2 separate regions of the Sus scrofa genome follow, and region 1 is linked to region 2. The links are chromatin contacts, called in public HiChIP or PLAC-seq maps. All regions are on one chromosome and are shown on one strand. The core of a region is the stretch at or near the end of the contact, and the rest is flanking DNA. Distances in the headings are between cores, read along the strand shown.

What was found. HiChIP or PLAC-seq counts read pairs in DNA pulled down with a chosen protein or histone mark.
Region 1: an H3K27ac HiChIP or PLAC-seq map of alveolar macrophages shows a contact between it and region 2. The contact joins the enhancer-like site here to the promoter of AHR in region 2. A contact is called at or near these places in 2 of 5 promoter capture datasets (fetal liver and liver), 12 of 47 Hi-C or Micro-C datasets (alveolar macrophages, embryonic fibroblasts, fetal heart ventricle and 6 more) and 2 of 2 datasets of contacts at active chromatin or transcription factors (alveolar macrophages and skeletal muscle).

Annotation. Positions count from the first base shown.
Region 1 is chr9:86,744,796-86,747,794 of Sscrofa11.1, forward strand. All of the region lies in intron 2 of LOC110255481 (a long non-coding RNA gene), which reads right to left. Among named protein-coding and RNA genes, the nearest start is that of AHR, 230 kb to the left of the region's middle. Within about 2 kb of position 1,451, at least 4 of the 83 cell types and tissues checked have an H3K27ac peak or open chromatin away from gene starts, as enhancers often do. A contact at or near this core is called in alveolar macrophages and embryonic fibroblasts, where this site is marked.
Region 2 is chr9:86,510,490-86,513,199 of Sscrofa11.1, forward strand. AHR (aryl hydrocarbon receptor) reads left to right here and starts at 1,377. Exons shown (of 11, transcript NM_001303026.1): 1 at 1,377-1,552. The coding sequence starts at 1,488.

The DNA.
Region 1 (2,999 bases), core at 201-2,700, 230 kb after region 2:
TTTTGTTTTGTCTTTTTGTCTTTTGAGGGCCGCACCTATGGCTTATGGAGGTTCCCAAGCTAGGGGTTGAATCAGAGCTGGATCTGACAGCCTACGCCATAGCCACAGCAATGCAGGATCCAAGCCGTGTCTGCTACCTACACCACAACTTATGGCAATGCCAGATCTTTAAACTACTGAGCGAAGCTAGGGATCAAACCTGAGTCCTCGTGGATACTAGTCAGATTCATTTCTGCTGAGCCATGATGGGAACTCGATCAATGTCTTGTAATAACCTAAAATGGAACAGAATCTGAAAAATAATATATATATTTATATTCATATATATATAAATATATATGATATGTGTAAAATATATAAATAACTGAATCATTTTGCTGTACACTTGAAACTAACACAACATTACCAATCAAGTACAATTCAATTTAAAAATACAGAAGAAGTAAAAATGAATCTCACATGCTCTGGTTAAAATCTATCAAAACATTATTTGATTCAGAGTCTATTATTTTTTATTTCATTTCTTTGCATATATGTGCATTTATATCTTTCATATATTTATTTATTGCATGAGTTCTATTTATATTTTGGCTATTAACAGAGTGAAACAACTTCACAGCCACCTTAAGTCCTTTGGAAACAAGAAGGTTGATAAATGAGTAAATTTTTTAAATGAGTTTTGATACAACTAAGCATGAAGAAATGCTGTTCTTGGATTTATTCTTTTGTTTCTGGAGGAAAAATATTGCTTAAACACCTTTTAAATGTATTTTTTAAATGTCCACTCAATGACATGAAATAAACAATCCAATAAGAATAAAGCATCATCACAGGTATAGCTGCCAATCCACTGACTGTTGATGCCCAATGGTGACATCATACAAATCCATTCTGAGCCAGAGGAGCAGTGGCACATGGTAAAACACAGAAATAGTCACAGGACTATGAGAAAATACTTCAAAACATCAGTCTGCAGATTGAACATCATGTGTTATAGTTCAGAGCATATTTGGGGCTTTCCTAGTTTTAAAACTCCATTGCTTTTCCATAAACATACTTTATACTCAAAGCCACTGGAGTAAACTCTGTAATGACAGAAGAGTCCTGACCTGAAAGTAATCTCTCCATATTGTTTGGAAGAGGAAGGTTACTGAAGAAACCATTTTAACTTGATTTTAGCTAAAATGTTATCATCCTCAAAATAATTATACCTGTAATTTTTAGAGTAATCTATCAAGATTTTTTGGGTGTAACTGTATTTTGCACCAAAGGAACAAAAACCAAGAGAAATATTTAAATTGGTTTCCTACATAATTTCTATGCATACACACATAAAACCCTGTGGATGTGTTATTGTTCAAGTCCACTGTCTATTTTAGGATCCCTCCACCCGCCTGAATTTTATGTGACTCATTTACTTTGGGCCGTGACTCACTTGTATTCACTGATCAGGCTGCACTAGGGAAAATGTCCTCTTCAGTATGACTAATAAGACTATATCCCTCTTTCTACCCCAGTATATTGAGTGTCTCCCATATGTTTTTCTCTATCCATGCAAGAATAAAGAGAGAAACAGAATCTTATGAATTACCCATTTATGCTTGAATTGATCAAATAAGAAACTTTCCCTTCCTGGGAACATTAATGAAGGAAGCTCAAACCTATTTCATGATGCCTAAGTCAGTCTTTCTCTGCCTCAGCCTTTCTCTATCCATGAAATATAATTGACATCACCCTAAAATTCACCTGAATGAAATGTACAATTCAGTGATTTTTTTTTTAGTGAGGTCACAAAGTTGTACAATCATCACAGATATCAAATTCCATAATATTTTCACCCCCCAAAAGTAAACTCTAAATCCATTAGCTATCACCCCCTAATCTCTCCTCATTTATACTTCCCCCTCCAAATCCCCATCCCTGACAACCACTAATCTACTTTCTATCTCCACAGACCTGCCTATTGTGGACATCTTATCTAAATGGAATTATACAGTATTCAATCTTTTTTTAATGGTTTCTTTCACTTAGCATAAGATTTCCAAGGTTTGTTCTTACCATAGCACCTATCAAAACTACATTCCATTTTATGGCCAAATAATATTTCGTTGTATAGATATACCACATTTTATTTATCCATCCATCAGTTGATGGACATTTGGGTTGTTTCTACCTTTTGGTTACCACAGATAATGCTAATTTAAACATTTATGTATCTGTCTTTTGTGTAAACATATTCTCATGGGTATATGCCTAGGACTGGAATTACTGAGCCATATGATAATTCTATGTTTAACTTTTTGAAAAACCTCTGTGACATATAATTTTAAATTTTCACTAGTAATTTTATTTTTGTAGTACTATTACCGTAGACAAAAGATTTCCAATAATAAGTAAGTCTCATTAAGACAGTTTTGCAAAGAATGCTGTTCATTTGTTTTATCTCAATTCTTGACGCAAGTATCATAACCAGTCCATGCAAGTAGGGTCCATTCCCTTCTTTCCTATAAGTAAAAATATGAGAGGTCTATAAGTAAAAATATGAGAAAGAGTTCTTTAGCATAGGCCTTTATAAGAACAAAAATAGAATCAGCAGAAAATGCTTAAATATTAGGAGTCCAGCCAAAACTGGTATCCTCCGCTGTATAAAGATAGAGGTGCCAAGGGCTTCCTGGATAACATCATTAAATATCTTCCCTGGCTATGAAAGCTCAGAGACGGACTTCCTAGATCATTTTTCACTGGGTTTCCTTTACCTAGAAAGAGGAGAAATGTTGTCTTTTCTAGATGGTTACAATAGCCAAGACAGGGAAACAACCTAACTGTTCATCAACAGATGAGTGGATTAAGATGTTGCACATATATACAATGGAATACTACTCAGTCATAAAAACAAAGTAATGCCACTTGCAGCAACATGGATGAAAATAGAGATTATCATACTAAGTGAAGTAAGTCAGAAAGAGAAAGACAAATATCTTATGATATCACTTCTATAT
Region 2 (2,710 bases), core at 127-2,626:
TCCTTTTCTCCATCCCATTGTCACTTCCCTGGATTTTACCTGGACTATTTCAACTCCCTTACTACTCTCCCTGCATCCAATCTTTCTCTCCTGTAATCCAGTTTGCACTTTCCTTCCAGAGTGACTTTTGTGAGACACCGGAATGTTGCTTTTCTGCTATGCATCTTTAAAAGGCTTCCATTGACTACAGAATAAAACCTGGACTCTTGACCAAGACTTTATGATTTGATCCTAGAATTCTTGAATCTCATTTCCAGTTTTCTCTCCAACCATACCAGACTACTTATCCTTAAATGTCTCCTGCAGCTCTTCTTCCTTTCCACCTTATTGAAATCTCAGTATAGAGTAACAAAGTTATTCTGGCTGGGCAAAAGATATTATACTGTTTATTGTGGAGACAAAAAACAAACCAAAACAAGAAGACAAGAAAACGCCTTGCCTTCAGGTTGAACTCAGATGTGGCCTCCTGAAGCTTTCTCTAGGAATATTTATAGTTCCACTGGTTATCTGCCAGCTGACAGTAATTCTTAGCCAAAAATTGAGTTACTGTCTCTTTTATAGGTAAGGTTAAGTTCACTATTTAGCACATCTGTCCTTGAGATTGTCTAGTTACAAACAGTTTGGCTACAAGTAATTTGTTGTCAAGTATCTTTCTGAGTATCTTTCTGGGTTGGAAGTGTGTCCACATAGCCCTTACCTTGACCTCAATAAGATGGCTACTGGGGGGTGTCATTACGTCTTACGTCATCACGTGTCGGGAAGGTGGTTACTAAGAGAATGTAATGAGGGCGGGGCCAAGTAGGACGGGGCGGGGCTATGAGGAGCTGGGCGGGGCTGGAGAGGGGTCGGGGGCTCTTCTGCTATTCAGCCGGTGCGAGCAGCGGCGGGAGGCAGCGCAAGGCGAGGCCACTCGACGCTAGGTGCCGAGAGCGTGTCCGCGACCACCGGCTCGGACAAGAGGCAGCCGCGTAGCCAAGCGGAAGCTGGTGGTACCGGGAGCGGAGGCCGGAGCCCAAGCTCCCAGGCGGGAAGCACCCAGGATCGGGGAAGCCCCGGGAGCAGCGCGGCGGCGCCTCCCTGACCCAAGGGGCCGCAGCGACGGTCACGGGGCGCGGCGCCACAGCGCGCGACCCAGGCCGGGATTCCAAACAGGCAGCAGAGGCTCCTCCTCCATTCAGGCCGCCTCACCTGCGGGCAGCGCCGCGCCCCCTCCGCTGGTATAGACGGCACCTGCGCCGCCTGGGTCACCGGTCTCCGCCCCTCGCCCCCCGGCGCCAGGCCCCGGCGGCGCACCTGGACGCGCGGAGCTGCGAGACCCAAGGCTCAGGCCGGGTGCGGCGTCTTTGCCACCGCCCAGGGAGCGCGCAGGTGGAGCGGGCGCGGCTGTGTGCAACCGGGCCCCGGCCGCTGCCGCCGTCCGGGTCGCCGCCGGGTCTCGAAGACCGGGCTGTCTGCGCTCGGGGAGGAGCCGCCGCCAGCCAGGCACCATGAACAGCAGCAGCGCCAACATCACCTACGCCAGTCGCAAGCGGCGGAAGCCCGTGCAGAAAACGTGAGTGTCCGGAGTGCAATCTCGAGGCGGGGTGGGCGCTCTGGTGCGCGGGTGTGGGAGGCGGCCCCACCCCGCCCCCAAATCCCCGCGGTCAGGGGATTAGGTCCCTTCTAGGCGCAGTCGGTGGAATCGAGATTTGGAGGCGGGTCGAAAGACCCGGGCTTTGGATTTTTCCGTGTTTAATTATTGCATTCAAAAAATTGTACCGCTCTCCAGCGCACACCCACCCTCTCACACCCCACTCGTTTGCTGCACTGTTCACTGTGCTGTGGTTCTATTATGTTGACAGCTCTGGTCTGCCTTGTGGGGTTGGTGGATTAGTTAACCTAAGCTTGTCTTGAAATCCCCTTTCACATTTAATATCCTCCTCGCTTAGGTTAGAGGACGGTCACCATTCTCACTCCTGGTAGGGCGAGATGCTTTAAAGAGCTAAACACGTGCTTTCTGCAAGAAGGGGGCCGAGTGCCTCTGAAGGTATTTTTTGGTCCAGTGCAGCGGGCTTTCTGTTGCACTCTTATTTACTTATTTGGCAGTAAATTTGTATTGCTCAGCGTGAACATATCGGTAAAATGTGTAGAGATGGTAGCAGGTTTGAGAGAGTAGTAGACAGGATACAGGAGCGGATTTGTATTTTCAGCCACCTTTTGGGGGAGCTTTCTTATAACTTTGGAGGTGGTTTTAGGGTCTGTAAAGTAAAAGATTTGAAGCTGGAATCGTTGAAACAGACGTTTTCATTCTTAGCATCTTTCTGTAATTCCCTTTCCCCTCCACTTCCAAGTTTTGTCAATTCTGATAGATTACAAACTTGGACTTTTTGTTTGTTTTGGTGGTATATTTGTGTGAGATGGCAAATTCTTTAAAGTAATTGTTGTCAGGAAAAAGAAAAATCTGTGCTCGAGACAGATTTACTTTTGTGAGTTGGCAGTATTCATGTGTTTATTTCTCATTATTATCCCTGAGTTATTTTACTTCACATTTTTCAAAATTTCAGAGACAATTTTAAGAACACACTCATTAAACGTTTACTCAAAACAAATCAGAAGTGTGCATTTGGCTTAAAACTTAATTTAGGTCACTAGTCCAAACCAGAAAAATAATAGATTATGTTTAGTATTCAAGACCAATTTAAAAGTTTCATTATTCTGGAGTTTTAATTTC